5 separate regions of the Mus musculus genome follow, and regions 2, 3, 4 and 5 are each linked to region 1. Evidence: chromatin contacts called from public Hi-C, HiChIP or PLAC-seq and promoter capture Hi-C data. All regions are on one chromosome and are shown on one strand. Each heading gives the region's core, a stretch centred on a gene start, on an enhancer-like site or on the middle of the called end of the contact. The rest is flanking DNA. Distances are from core to core; before and after follow the strand shown. Region 1 holds the start of Ift57 (intraflagellar transport 57). Region 2 holds the start of Bbx (bobby sox HMG box containing). Region 3 overlaps Bbx (bobby sox HMG box containing). Region 4 overlaps Bbx (bobby sox HMG box containing). Region 5 overlaps Bbx (bobby sox HMG box containing).

Region 1 (2,730 bases), core at 7-2,506:
TGGATTTCTCATCTCCATTTTATTTTCTACATAAATCAGTAGTTTTATGTGTGTCTTTTATTTGATGAATAGCAATGTTTTTCATTTGGATACCTTTATTAGCATTAGAAACAAGGCTGATTAGAAAGAAAAACTCTTCCTTTTATCACAAGGATTTTTACAAATATGATTCAGATTTTAATTATGTCAAAAATATGATCCTGCTACATTATTTAGGGTGTGATATAAGCTGTTGATGACCCCTTAACAGGCACAGGGTTAATCAGACAAATGTTACACCTCTTGCTTCTGAGTTATCTTAAGAAGTAGCTAGGCAACTTCTCTTCGCTTCACTTCTTATCTTTAACTACAAGAAAGATTGCCTGATGCAGTACTTTATTGTAAGGATAAGTCACATCCCTGGTCAGTTATGTCTCCATGTGTTTTCTAGGTCAATACGTGCTGACATAATAGCAGAAATGTTCTTATCTAAATGTAAGTGCTACAATGCAGCACTTCCTTTCCAGATACTATATTTTGTGGGATTTCATTAGTACTCAAGAATTTAAATCTGCATGGGCTCGGAACAGATTGAGGCCAATGTGTGTGTGGTATAAATCTTTTCCCAAGCTGCCCTCTTCCAAGCAACCGCTTTCCTAATGGAGTGAGATAAGATCATTGTAAGACTTTAAGTCTTATTTAGAATATACTCGTAAGTCTAGCACTATCTAATAAGCAATTAAGTTAAGAAATAGACTAGCAGTCTTGCGGGTGGAATTTCTGAGGTAATGTGAACCTAAGGACAGCGAGTTTCACCACAACTTCCCACTTTGAGAAAATAAAACAAGAATCACTGAGCAAGCATAACCTCCAACACTCTGTTCTGCTTCGTTTCAGTCCTTTGAATTGCTACCTCGATGACCAGATGTCTGTTCATTCAGCAGCCCTGAGCAGAATACCAGATCCTGTGCTCCTCTTGGCTGTACTCAGCATGCAGCGCTAAATAGCTGGGGACCCTACGCCTTTAAGGCGCGCGGGAGAGGCGGAAGAGGTGGGGGACGATGCGCCACGCCCATAGGGCGGAGCTACCCCCTAGGCCAGGGACCAGCATGGCGTGACGTCACGTAAGAATCCAGCTTTGATTGGTGAAAATTTAGAGAGGCCGGCTGGGAGCGAAGGAGGCGGGTCTGGTTGCCGTGGTGACCGGCTGCCCTGCGGTTGCCTGGTAACGGTGGGGACTGTGCGGTCTGTGGGGTGCGGGCGGCGAAGGCTGCAGAGATCCTGGCCGGAGCCCAGCCGGGCGCTGGGGGTCTGAGCAGGGATGGCCGCCGCGGCCGCGGTGATCCCGCCGTCGGGCTTGGACGATGGGGTGTCTCGGGCTCGCGGGGAAGGCGCAGGGGAGGCTGTGGTGGAGCGCGGGCCAGGAGCGGCCTACCACATGTTCGTGGTGATGGAAGACTTAGTGGAGAAGCTGAAGCTGCTCCGCTACGAGGAGGAGCTACTCCGAAAGAGCAATCTGAAGCCCCCGTCCAGGTGCGTGCCTTGCCCCCAGCGCCGGGTGCTGGCTGGACCCCAGGGGGACGCTCCCCCTTAGGTGAGGCGAAGACCCCGCGCGGGGGTCCTTACATCCCTTCCTCTGGCTTCTGTGCTCAGGAAGGAAACTTCCGCACTGTGGAAGGTGTAGTTTTTCAGACTTGATCATTTTGTGGAGAAAGTAAACAAGTTTTGTAATGGCAGGGAGGACTGGGGAAGACAGTCTGCCCATTTTTCAAAACAGTCACGCACCGTCTACCAAACACAAATCTTGTTTTAAATATAATAAAATACCCAAAGTAGAAAGGGTAGAAAAACCTATCTCTAGCGATGAGCGCCCTTATCATTTAGATCTCTTTCTAGTTTATGTTTTCCTTTGCTAGACTTTGTAAACTAACAACTGTGAATACTTAGGACATTTCTGAGCAGCACTTGTTATGTAGTAAGTAAACTTGTGGGCTAATTACTATGGTTCAAACGACTTAGTGCTTTTGCAACAATACTCTTAGAAAATGGGAAGTGGAGAAGGCAAATGAAATAAGTGTTTGGAATGGCCCTCAATATAGGACCTAAAGTTCCCGCTTGCGGTAGTGGGGAAAGTTTGGAATATCCCCAAGGCAGAGCCTATAGTTGTCAAGAGTGATAGACAAAAGTCCCTCCTGTAATCATGGTAGCTTAGTGATAACTGTGTTCTATTGCTTTTTTTTCCCTCTAAATCCCGTGTTTGTTTTATTCTGTAAGAAGAAATTAAAGAGTTATTTATCGTACTTTCTTTTCCATCAATGGGACACATATCATTTCTCTTGGCAGTTTTAAGCTCTTACCCTCTTCCAGACAGGTCTGGAAGAATTCTTGTATAAAATCTGCCCACAATGCCAAGTTAGTCTGTAAAAGGAGAAAAATTAGAGAAGAAAGATCATCTTGATCCTGATCCATAATAGAAGTTTCTAGATTGGGATTATTATTTAAAATAAATTGGTCATAGTAATATAGATGGCCAACATTTTTGGTGGGGATAAAAGTGTTAAGTTTTTCAAATTTATCTGTCAAACAAAGGGAAAGTGGACTTACTATTAATAGTAATATTATTAACGAGCTCTTATTAATGCCTTGCTGTACTGAAACTCAAAGCTTGAGCAAGACACTTTGTACCACGGATTTGTGTGGAGATATTCTAGCCAGTAGGTCAAGGTGTCACCATCAGACTAGCACGTCCAC
Region 2 (2,731 bases), core at 136-2,635, 730 kb after region 1:
GGCTTCCGAGGGTTGGGGAGCTCTTTCTAGAGGCATCGACCCCATCCCCGGATAAAGGATCTGCAAGTTTTCTGTCATCGCGACCGTGCAATGCCATAACTTACCTTCAGAATGAGTCTTTAACCAGCCAAGGCCTTCCTCCTCCCCTCCACCGCCACCACCCCCAGCCTCGCTCTCTCCACCTTAAACTTATTGACACAACATAATCCCACATTCAAGCAAAATCCTGACACAGCCTCCCTCGTCCTCTCCCCCCTCCTCTCTTCCCTCCCGTTTCTCTCTCTCTCTCTCTCTCTCTCTCTCTCTCTCTCTCTCTCTCTCTCTCTCTCTCTCTCTCTCTCTTCCCCTCCCTCTCCCCTTTCCCTCCCCTCCCCTCCTCTCCCTCTCTCGCCTTCTTCGCCTTCTTCCCCTCTCCCCTGTTCTTCCTCCAGGCTACTCTGGCACTGGAACAGCACTTTCTCCACTCGCCGCGCATTTGGCTGGGGGTGGGGGGTGAGGGGGACACCGATCTCGGGGCCGGAACACCCAAATCCTAACTCTGCAGATGAACGAGCAACCGGGCTGCCGGTCCCGGTCACCGTCGCACACACACCAAATGTAGCCCCGACCCACCGAGGGCAGCCTTCCCGTACCTTCCACCCCTGCCCCGGGCTCCTCAGGCCCCACCTCCCCCGGCAGCCGAGCCCTGCCCGGGGCTCCTCCACGTACTTTCGCCTCCTTGAAGTTTGGGGCTCCCGGGGCGGCCACGAGCCGCCCGCCGGCGTGAGGGGACCGCTCCGTTGTTGTTTTCCTCGGGCGGCTCAACCCCGCGCCCCGGCTCCGTGCCCCCTCGGGCGGCGCTGCCCGGGCGCCGAGAGGTGCTGCCTGCAAACGCAGCCTGGCACCGGCTGGCCTACTCCTCCCCAGCCCGGCCCCCAGCTCGCGCTCGCCGGGCAGCGCCGCGCGCCCCCCGGCCCGGGCCCGCCGGCGCGGCCGCCGCGACCCTCGGCCCGACCTCTCGCCACCCAAAGTTTTGGCTGAGGGGAAAGTGGCCCGCGAGGCGCCGGCCGGTGGCGGCTCGGGCTCCGGACGCGCGGGTTCCCCTCGCCTTCCTCAAGTCCACCCTACCGGCTGCCGCCGCCGCTGCCGCCGCTCCTGCCGCGGAGTCCTCGGGCTGCAGCCCCGGCGGCTCGCAAGTGAGTAGGAAAACAGAAAGTGCGGGAGAGCGCCTGCGAAGGCTGCGGATGGCGGGCGCCTACCTCGCGGGCTCGCCGCGGCGCGAGGGCGTGTGTGTGGCTCGCCCTCAGCGGCCAGTCAGGGGCTCTCTATGGGAAAGTGGAGAGGAGCTTGCGGAGCCGCGCTGCCTCCGCTCCACTGTACACTGCTCCACATACAGTACATGCAACCCGGAGAGACTGAAAACACTCATTTTATATAAGGCAGCCTGCCATTGGCCCGCGCCGTGACGGACGGGCGGCGCAGCCAAACAGGAGGCGCGTTACACCCAAACACACGCACACATACACACATTTCACAGAGACACACAAAGATCATCACATTTTCTATTTTCTAATGTTCGGGACCTGTAGACAGTGGGCGAAGACAGGTAGTGAGGCCCAGCAGAGTAGGGGTCAGGAAGGAAGCCCTCTCTATACCAAGTTGCCAGGCTTGAAACTGGTGTCCTTTTGACTTGGGAGGGTTATGGTAATAAACTACAACTCCACTGGATATGGAAGTGAGGAGGGATGGGTTTGATCGCTGCCTTGTGGTGCCCCATGAAAGAGGCGAGCATTGTGTTATGATTTTACAGCCCGGCCTGCTAACAAGTGGCCGAGAAAGGCTTTTATCAGCTTAGATTTCTTTTGTCAATGGGTTAGCCATCACATAGGCCAAAATAGTGCGAGATAAGTTTATCAAGACTAGAATGCTTTGAGATTGTGACTGCCTCGTTAGCAAGCAAATTCAGAAAGTAAGAAAAAAAATCAATACAACAGGCAGAAACAAAGATAAACCTTATGCTAAAGTAGCCGAATGTGCACTTGAAAGTCAGAGGGCAATCACCTGTATGGGTACACAAGGTGTGCTGAAATTACACACCTTGTGGGAAAATGACAATCGACAGTCTGCCTTAGAAATAGACCTCTTGGTTCAATATAGCCAAGATTTATAATACACACACACACACACACACACGCGCGCGCGCGCGCGCGCACACGCACACGCACACACATCCTTTGTTTTATGTATTTCCCGCTGTATATGACTACTCTATGGTGGGTGATTTCTAGAGACAATGAAAGCGAGATCTAGTTTTAATGATATTTTTACTATGCTGTATCTTTGGCAGATCTTGTTAACAGTTTGATATAAACAAGTCAAAGGGATACTTAGAAAGAACCGAACCTAGGAATTAAAACAGAATAAAATGCACACACAAGTTTTTAACTAGTTGAGCAATCTTTTGAGCATATGAGTTCTTTTAGTCTCCTTCATTCTTAGAGTTGATTTTAGTTTTTATTTAAAGATTAAAATAAGCTTTCCCAAGATTGCCTTCATTAAATGGTTATTCAGCATCTACAACTCACTGGGACTATTCTAGGTCCCAGATGTTTTCCTGGAGTTCCTTCTGACCAGGATCCAAAATTTTCAAGAATCTTAAATACAAACAGTTTTGAAGATTAAATAGTATGATTTTTATAGTCTAACTGATAGCCTAAATTTTAAAAGTAAACCGAGTAAGAAAACCTTTCTG
Region 3 (2,716 bases), core at 117-2,616, 530 kb after region 1:
TGAGAACCACACATTTCTTACTGGGATAGAGCCCAACAAGAAAAAGTTCCCTCTTCAGATACTTCAAAATGAAATGAATACATATAAAATACTCTACAGATGCTACCACATTCAAAATAACACTTCAGTTGTGGTTTTGATTACCTCACAAAAGCACTAGATAGGATATTTGCTTTTGGAGCCTACAGGTAAGGATTCTGCCAAATTTATTTGTGTCATGCAGGAAATTTCATCAGTTGAAATACTCGGGCTAAAAGCAACATTCAACACTGACCCTTCAAAATGAAAGCAGCCCACAACAAAGAAACAAAAATGTAGTTACCTGGCATTTCTCTATGATGGCTACCTACAAACCCTCCCTTAAGTGCTTGGAAGCTCACAGGTAAAGTGAGATGGATGAGACACATGAATGATTCACACAAGGTATTAGTTTGATATTCAACTGATCATGATGAGTTCTTTCAAGGGAAGACTCTGCTAGGCCTTGCTGTCCTTTCAGGTTTGCAGAAGTCACTTACCTCTGTCAACATTAGCTCGGAGAGAGGTGAGCATGCCCTCGGACACCAGGGTTTTATAAAGAGCACCTTTGCAAGACCTCTCAGATTTCCTGGAGCCACAGGTCTCCGTTTTTCTGTGACAATCACTATCCTCAGGCTTAGCCTGTCCTGGTAGGCTAGGTGGCAGTGCATCCTCGGTAGGGGTCAAGGGTTCTGCTTTTATGCCCTCTGGCACCTCCCCAGGAACACTCTTGCTGGCAGAAATGCTAAGGAAATCTGGAGGTCGAGACTCTTTGGTGATGTCTGAGCACTTCTCCTTGGAAACTTTCTTCTCCTTGGATTTCACTTTTTTCTTTGGTGGCTTGGCATCCAAAATGCCTCCCTTGCCACTTGAGGAGGGGCGGACTTTCTTTCTTGGGGTTTCTCCGAGTTTGTCAACACCCCAGTCTCCTTTTGCCACAGCTTCGATGGTGTACATGACACTCTCGATGTCAGATTCTGAAGACTGCCTCTTCTTGCACGTCTTCTTGGGTGTGGATTTGTCATTTCCGTGTCGATCCAGTTTGTTTTTCTTCTTTTTCTTCTTTATCTTCTCTGGTTTGTTTAGCGTGGTTGGGTCCTCAATGATCATAATTCCGTGAGGATGGCACATGTGGTCCTTTCTACTGGGGACACCACTAATTATTATCTTGCTACTGGCAGAGTAAGAAAAATCAGGGAAGTGACTGTATTTCTGATCATCCTCTGGCTCCTTCCTAATTTCTTTGGGGTCTTCCACTTTGATAGCCATGACATTATCCATCTGTAGCTGTTCGATGTCTCTTAAGTCCTTAGACTCTCTCACGTTGCCCTTAGCTGACTTCCCAAATTCTGCTTCCTTCTGGAACGAAGTTTCAGTGGTTTTCTCCACTTCTGTGCCTCTCTCTTCCTTCCCCTTTTCTATTTCCTCAATTCTTCCTCCATCTGACTCTTTTGATTTTATTAGTTTTGTGTCTTCCATTTTCACCCCCTCTGATGCCAGACACATCTAAATAGTTGAAACATAAGTGAGAGGGAATTAGCAAACAGTCTCATTATTTTATCATTGAAATTAGTTTTAACTTTTTAAAATATATCGTTTAAAAATTCCAAATGTTACAATTAGTTCATTTCTTCAGAATTAATTTCATTGAAGCACAGGTAAACATTTTGAATCATATCCTAGCATCACCAGATACTTTTCTTAGGAAAATGAGATTTGCTAGAGGATGGATTCTAAAGCTTAGAGATAAATTTGGCTCTTAGTTTTTACTTATCTAGCACAGAATTTTACTTCTTATTGCCCCCAGACGTTTATAAAACATACATCCTATCCTGGAGGATTTTTATAAGGCTAAGTGAGATGATGTCCTTGTGTCAGTATGTAATAATCTTCATACTCTGTTCTGATATTTGGCCCAACACTCCAGAGAAAAAAGGAAAAATAGAAGTAACTTCCACTGATGCGCGTGAAGTCAGAAATGTTATAATGATTCATTAAACAAAGGTTTCAATTGGTTCAAAGGTTTCAAACCTATAATTGTGAATACATATTATAGGTTTCCAGATGCTGACATACAGCTCTAAAACCACAGAAGATCTGAAAACATCTGAGTTTGATCTTGTTTGGTGATAAATCTAATCTCATTTGAGCTTGACTATCGATTCTGAGTGAAAGCAATTGAAACTACTTATGTCTTAAAAAGTTGATCATACTTACTTGTGACTGTATTTTTGCTACCAGAATACTTATGCATTTGAATATGTACAGGACACATTACATACAACAAGATATATTTACTACACATGTACATTTTTATAGAATTTGAAATTTTCTGAATGCCAAAAATACATCTGCTATAGATTTGGTAAACTCTGAAACTTCTTCATCCCTAAATAACACATATGGGACATTTAAAAGGAAAGCTGTTTACCTTCATCTCCAGCTCTCTATTACCTCCTAACACCAGGGAAGTGAAATTACAGCTTATTGTAAACTATTTTCTATACTTCAGCATCCACTCATAAACACTTAACTGTAAACTCTCAAATGCCAGGCCCCAAGAGGACGACTAAAGATATAAAACAAGCAGGCCCAGGTTTCTCTTTGAGGAATTTACTAAGAGGTCAATGTTGCTGTTTTGTCAAGGGCAGCACAGGTCAAAGCAGTGTAACATATGTAGTTTACTGTGCATTAGCAC
Region 4 (2,700 bases), core at 186-2,685, 670 kb after region 1:
TGTTTTCTTTAGATGGATATCATAGTAAAAGCACAATCTGAAGTCTTTCCTTTAGATAAAGCACCCAAGAGAAAAGTATTGGTGTGGCTCTGTATTTAGTATGTGATTCCTCTTTAGGACTGGATGGGTGGTCCATCAGGGATGTCATTAGCCTTTGGGAAACTGGCTGATTCCCGGGAGTGGGCAATGCCTAGAAGCAGGAGTATTTTGAGCTGTGTTAGGGAAATAAGGTCATGAAAGGTCAGCAGCTAAGTTTCCGGAGATATAGGACCAGGCAGACTGTGACTGCCTTGGAGCCACATGGAACTGTACGGCCACTGAAGAGTGGCATCCCTGCCCCCACACTACAAAACAGTTTACTCACCATGCTCTGCCCTAATCTACATGTTGGGCACAGGCCCATGACATAGCTTTTGATGAAATAAATGATGAGTCAGTAAGCTTCAAGATATGAGACAGAAAGGCCAGTGGCCAACATGACCCCCAAATGGAAGATCCCTATGGAGGCAGGCAGGCCTCTGAGCAGTGCTAAAACTTCAGAGTAGTATAATGGATGCAGAGCATGGTGGGTAAAAACTCAAAGCAGAAGTAAGATGGGCACACGTATGTAAATGGACATTAAAATTTCTCATTCACCCATGCTATAAGGCATCTCAATATTATAGTAATTATTTAATTTTTTAAATCTTCATATTTAAGTAGGTATAACCTATTGTCAAAGAGCCCATGGAATGGTTCCTTGTGAAAATGATTTCAGAAATGTTAACAAAGGCTAACTTTAAGGAAATAATTGAAATTTGAAACTGTAAAACTCTGCATTATACATATGAAGGCTTATATCCTGAGGGGCTGGGGGGAGATAATAGGATTAAACTAGGATAAATGGATCCCAAAAATGATATTTAAAAAAATTAATAAAATAAAGGTATAAAGGAACTAACCAAAATTCATAGCGTATGATCCAAAATTGCTAGCCAACTGTGAAAATCACTTTCACACAAAAAATTCCTTTTCCTAAATTCTGGTTTGTTTTTTTTTTTTTTTTTTCTAAATACACCTGTGTCCTTTAATATATAATTAGAAAAGGCAAAATCCTCAAAACAGGTTCAGAAATTCTGACATATTTCTGTAACTGAACAAAAGTAAGGACAATTGTTCTCTCTAATACATTTTTCAGAGCTGCAAATGAAGAGTAAACCTCACTTCTGAGTTTCTCTCTCTCTCTCTCTCTCTCTCTCTCTCTCTCTCTCTCTCTCTCTCTCTCTCTCTCTCTCTCTCTCTCTCTCTCTCTCTCTGAATTGGGGTGTTGACCTTGTGCTATTTCCTTAGCCTCCACTTCTAAAACCTTGAAAATGCTCTGCTAGGTGGCACTACTCAAAAACCACATCAGGCCCTAGGTTCCTCTGTGCTTTGCAGAGCCACAGGAAACCACTGAACATTTAAACCAGCAAGCGCTCTTGCACTGGAGGCAGCTGGAAATCTGAGTCATGTGCTGTCGTTTCAGTTGCACTTTTCTCTTTTAAGATTTGTTTATTTTATTGATGTGCATGTGTTTATGTATACATATGCACCACATGAATCCTTGGTGCCCACAATGCTCAAAAGAGAAATTTGGATGCCCTGGAACAGAGGTCAGGTGGTTGTGAGCCACCTCGAGAGTGCTGGGAACTGAACCCAGGTTCTCTGTAAGAGAAACAGAAGTTAGCTCCTACCCTGCCACTCTGTTGCGTTTTTACTTTCAAATAATTGCCTGAAAGAAAGAGAACCTGATCGATAAAGCAATCTGGAAACAAAACAAAAACCAGTGGATCCAGAAGCAGAAATCACCCCCAAAAAATTCAGAATTAGGATTTAACTCTACTGACTTCAATTGTTCTCTAATTACAAACAACTGTTTTCTCAGTTGTTTTATAAGACTCTAGTGGGTAGCGCAGGTGAAATGTATCATCCCTTTTATCTTACTTGGGATTTTTAAGTATCAGTAATCGTACACAATTTGCATGGCTTCTTACTTAACTTGGGATTTTATTCATTGGTAGATGTGCAATTTCTGTTACAATAGCTATGGCCCACAGTCGCATCACTACTGACATTTTTGACTCTTGCCATTTTACCTGCTAACCCCAAATCCTAGCGCATAGACATAAGACTATCTCTATCATGGTATGTTCAGTTTTTACCTTATCCTTTTATAATTTTATGCTAGTGTTAGAAAGATAACTATGATTTTCTTATTAAAAATATTCATTAAAATAATCATGACCGAACAAAAGACATATATTTTTTTAAAGAGAATTGGGGAATGGGCACAGAGAAGCTAAGGTTTATTTAATAAAGTTACTCCTATTATATGAGGCAAACGGGGATTTTGAACCTCAAATACCTAATTCCATACTGCTTCTCTGAATAACCTCACACATTACCTCCCCCTTTCCAGGGGGAAAGGACTTTCACCCAGGCTTTCTCACTGAGCCTGCATTAACTTCCACCCTGACTCTTCAGAACCCTTCCCTCCCCTTGTGATCAGCCCAAATGTTCAGTGTGTTCTCACTTCCCTCTACCTCCCCGGCCTCAAACGTTAGAGCTCTGGCTCACAGTCCCCACCCCCAGCCCCCCAGGCTCGTAAGAACAATCAACCATCATTCATTCATTCTAATCCTGCCACGGTTCCCTATTTAGGAACAATTACAGTTCTAGTCA
Region 5 (2,700 bases), core at 178-2,677, 610 kb after region 1:
TACTTGAAAGACACTCTACTCTGAAAAGTTTTATGGTTCCTGTCACAACTCATTTCTGTGAGGACTTCTGCATTTGTTACTACTGATCCTAGTGTTATAGTTTGCAGAATAATTTCAGCTTAAGGAGTTATTCTTTTAAAAGTGGAACCATTCATTTCATCGGAGGTGGCACTGCAAATCCGATTCTTGGGTACCATCCAACTTACAAAGGGAGAAAACAAGATCCACAGATATCAAAGGTTAACTCAAGTGCACTGAGCTAATTATCGTCAGAGCCAGGGTCTCTTGATCACTCGATTAGATCTCTTTCCCTAAATCACACTGGCTCCTTCTTTTTCAGACAGAAATGAGATGTCTTCATTAATATTGCCTTAAGGAAAGAGAAACCTCCTTAACTGTCTACGCTTTGATTCTACGAGGTCCATATGGGAACTGCTACTTAGGTCGGTCTGAAAGGCAAACGAGAGAGTTAAACTGAGTCCATCTTCTACCATGACATCAGTGGGACTGGGATGAGGCGGCTTCCCAGAACAAACCCATCAGTTTGGGAATCTGTGTTGTTCACCAAATGGGTACAAGGAGACGTTTGTTTTCCGCCAACTTGGTCCACAGCGTTTGCTGAGACTGTGGGGGCAGAGCCACCTCGGTGAGTGCTCAGGATCACAGGCTCACAAAGAGCACGCATGGCCTGGCACTTAGTATTTGAGAAGAGAGTCCTAATTTTCCTCACAGGTGGCATCTTTTCTCTCCCATCATCTCCCAGAGTAGGTGGAGATAGACCACACATTCTTTCTTCTTGGACTGGTTCCTGTCACCATGTGTCTTCCTATCTCTCAGCCTTTGACAGCTGACACTTGTAGCTGACTTTCACATTAGGGTTACGCTTCTCATCGCTGTAATTTTGCACTGTATGTCTTGCTATTCACAGAACCAGATTCTGCACAGTAAATGTACATATGAAGTGAAAGCTATAAATTCAGATGCAAATACTAACCGTAGATAGACGAATGCCTTGGCTATTTCACTTATCTCTAACTTATGGTTCACCTCATCCAGTCCTAGAGGCAGCAGCCCCGCCAATCTAAATAATCCTAAGGCTGGAATTTGGAAAAACTCTCTCCACTAGATTTCAGCTCAGGCTGAACACAATTCGCCTGCATCGGCTTTGAAAGAAGACTGAGGACCATAGTGATAAGACAAATCTCAAAGGGGTCCTTTGTAGGTTACATGCGAACTGCTTTTGAGACTGAGTCTGTAGACATCTTACTTTGGCTCCACCTCTATACAAACTGCTCGGGGAGCCTAAGAAAAGCAGCTTTGAAATGTGCAAGTACACAGATTTTGTACTGCTGCCACGGGCCTGCAGCCGCTGCCAAAGGAACGGGTGAGTCAAAGCAGCTCACACACCGCACTTCTCCATGTCTTCCCTGTACTTGGCAGCAACACACTGGGATCAGTCATCCCGCTGATCATGCAGACTCCAGAGTCATTGCTAGAGCAAATGTTTCCTGTCCAAGAACTTTCAACTGATATAAAAGTTAACATTTCAGGGCAAAGAGGGCCTTTTATGCAATTATGATATACTTGGAATCTGTGATAAATTAAAAGGCCAGTGATACAGTGAGTTCCACACTGCTGGACTAACACCAGGACACCCAGACCCATCTTTCCAGGTCAAAGGTGGTACTGGCACTTACTCAAAGAATAAAGGCACACCAACGCTCAAAGTTTCTAGCACCAGTTGTACAGCCAGAGAGCAGCAGTGTATTCACACAAGATGACTCTTTCCAGGCGCTTGTGACATTTACTTCTAATTTCAAGGAAATTGAGATAAGGTACCAGTAAGCTCTACTTTTCTCATGTAAAACAGATGTAGCATTAATGATTTTTGGGTCTAATTATATGAGACATAAGTATAACTATTTTTCTCTCTAAAACTTTATATTCTGTGATTGTAACACTGTGGTTATCACTGAAATCATACACATGCAACATTAAACAGACTCAGCAGGATGTATTTATATATCTATTATCTACATATCTATATCTATAGATATACACACACGCACACACACAAACAATAGCAATTAAAACAAAGAGGTCGTGAATCTGTGGGTATGGAAGGCAGAAGATAGATGGAAGGAGGAAAAAAAGAAAAAAGAAAATGATTTAATCATATTTTAATTTTGAAATATACATTTAATTTAAAAACTGTGAGAATGCATTTCTCTATTAATATTATCTAATACACTCACAAGGACTGTTTCTACTTAATTTTAACTATACTATGGCTTGAATCTGACCCCAAACTCCATATGTTAGAGGCTTATCCACAGTTCAAGGTTCAGAACTTTTTAAAATGAATTTTTCTGGGGAACTATGTTCTTACTGACTAGATTGAAGCCATTACTGTAGGAGTGCACTCATTACCTTCACAGAGGATTAACGCAATCCATTTGGACAGTCTTTGTTCCTCTCCAGTGCACCTGGTCTTTATACTCTTCCGCCTCAGCTTTCCTTAAGGGGCTGCTCACTGGGAGTTTGACCATGCTCCAGGGAGTATGGACAACACAAACAGAATACTGTTCCCCTCTCCTTCTCCTTCTCCTCCTCCTCTTCCCTGCTCCTCCTCTTCCTCCTCCTCCCTTCTTCTTCCCCCTTTTTCATTCTTCTTCCTTATTGGGGCAGGGGGAGGTCTTA

Evidence for each region. Promoter capture Hi-C pulls out the DNA fragments that hold promoters and counts their contacts. Hi-C and Micro-C count contacts between places; a contact is called where the count stands out from the background. HiChIP or PLAC-seq counts read pairs in DNA pulled down with a chosen protein or histone mark.
Region 2: a promoter capture Hi-C map of neutrophils shows a contact between it and region 1, with 4 times the contacts expected there. The contact joins the promoter of Bbx here to the promoter of Ift57 in region 1. A contact is called at or near these places in 5 of 39 promoter capture datasets (the 3T3-L1 cell line, liver, neutrophils and 1 more), 9 of 484 Hi-C or Micro-C datasets (B cells, CD8 T cells, cardiomyocytes and 6 more), 3 of 115 datasets of contacts at active chromatin or transcription factors (astrocytes, fetal liver and memory CD8 T cells) and 2 of 9 other capture datasets (adipose tissue and liver).
Region 3: a contact with region 1 is called in an H3K4me3 HiChIP or PLAC-seq map of bone marrow-derived macrophages, with 4 times the contacts expected there. The contact joins the enhancer-like site here to the promoter of Ift57 in region 1. A contact is called at or near these places in 5 of 39 promoter capture datasets (the 3T3-L1 cell line, the C10 cell line, cranial neural crest and 1 more), 2 of 115 datasets of contacts at active chromatin or transcription factors (bone marrow-derived macrophages and forebrain) and 1 of 9 other capture datasets (adipose tissue).
Region 4: a contact with region 1 is called in a Hi-C map of CD8 T cells, with 5 times the contacts expected there. The contact joins the enhancer-like site here to the promoter of Ift57 in region 1. A contact is called at or near these places in 1 of 39 promoter capture datasets (pre-B cells), 1 of 484 Hi-C or Micro-C datasets (CD8 T cells), 1 of 115 datasets of contacts at active chromatin or transcription factors (effector CD8 T cells) and 1 of 9 other capture datasets (embryonic stem cells).
Region 5: a contact with region 1 is called in a Hi-C map of adipose-derived mesenchymal stem cells, with 4 times the contacts expected there. The contact joins the enhancer-like site here to the promoter of Ift57 in region 1. A contact is called at or near these places in 7 of 39 promoter capture datasets (the 3T3-L1 cell line, 3T3-L1-derived adipocytes, cranial neural crest and 3 more), 4 of 484 Hi-C or Micro-C datasets (the N1E-115 cell line, adipose-derived mesenchymal stem cells, bone marrow-derived macrophages and 1 more) and 2 of 115 datasets of contacts at active chromatin or transcription factors (astrocytes and large pre-B cells).

What each region holds. Positions count from the first base shown.
Region 1 is chr16:49,698,038-49,700,767 of GRCm38.p6, forward strand. Ift57 (intraflagellar transport 57) reads left to right here and starts at 1,257. Exons shown (of 11, transcript NM_028680.3): 1 at 1,257-1,512. The coding sequence starts at 1,301.
Region 2 is chr16:50,431,004-50,433,734 of GRCm38.p6, forward strand. Bbx (bobby sox HMG box containing) reads right to left here and starts at 1,386. Exons shown (of 17, transcript NM_027444.3): 1 at 1,239-1,386.
Region 3 is chr16:50,223,770-50,226,485 of GRCm38.p6, forward strand. Bbx (bobby sox HMG box containing) reads right to left here. Exons shown (of 17, transcript NM_027444.3): 11 at 519-1,524. Among named protein-coding and RNA genes, the nearest start is that of Gm4827, 150 kb to the left of the region's middle. Within about 2 kb of position 1,367, at least 6 of the 459 cell types and tissues checked have an H3K27ac peak or open chromatin away from gene starts, as enhancers often do. A contact at or near this core is called in bone marrow-derived macrophages, where this site is marked.
Region 4 is chr16:50,371,331-50,374,030 of GRCm38.p6, forward strand. All of the region lies in intron 2 of Bbx (bobby sox HMG box containing), which reads right to left. Among named protein-coding and RNA genes, the nearest start is that of Bbx, 60 kb to the right of the region's middle. Within about 2 kb of position 1,436, at least 34 of the 459 cell types and tissues checked have an H3K27ac peak or open chromatin away from gene starts, as enhancers often do. A contact at or near this core is called in CD8 T cells, where this site is marked.
Region 5 is chr16:50,308,229-50,310,928 of GRCm38.p6, forward strand. All of the region lies in intron 3 of Bbx (bobby sox HMG box containing), which reads right to left. Among named protein-coding and RNA genes, the nearest start is that of Bbx, 120 kb to the right of the region's middle. Within about 2 kb of position 1,428, at least 105 of the 459 cell types and tissues checked have an H3K27ac peak or open chromatin away from gene starts, as enhancers often do. A contact at or near this core is called in adipose-derived mesenchymal stem cells, liver and muscle stem cells, where this site is marked.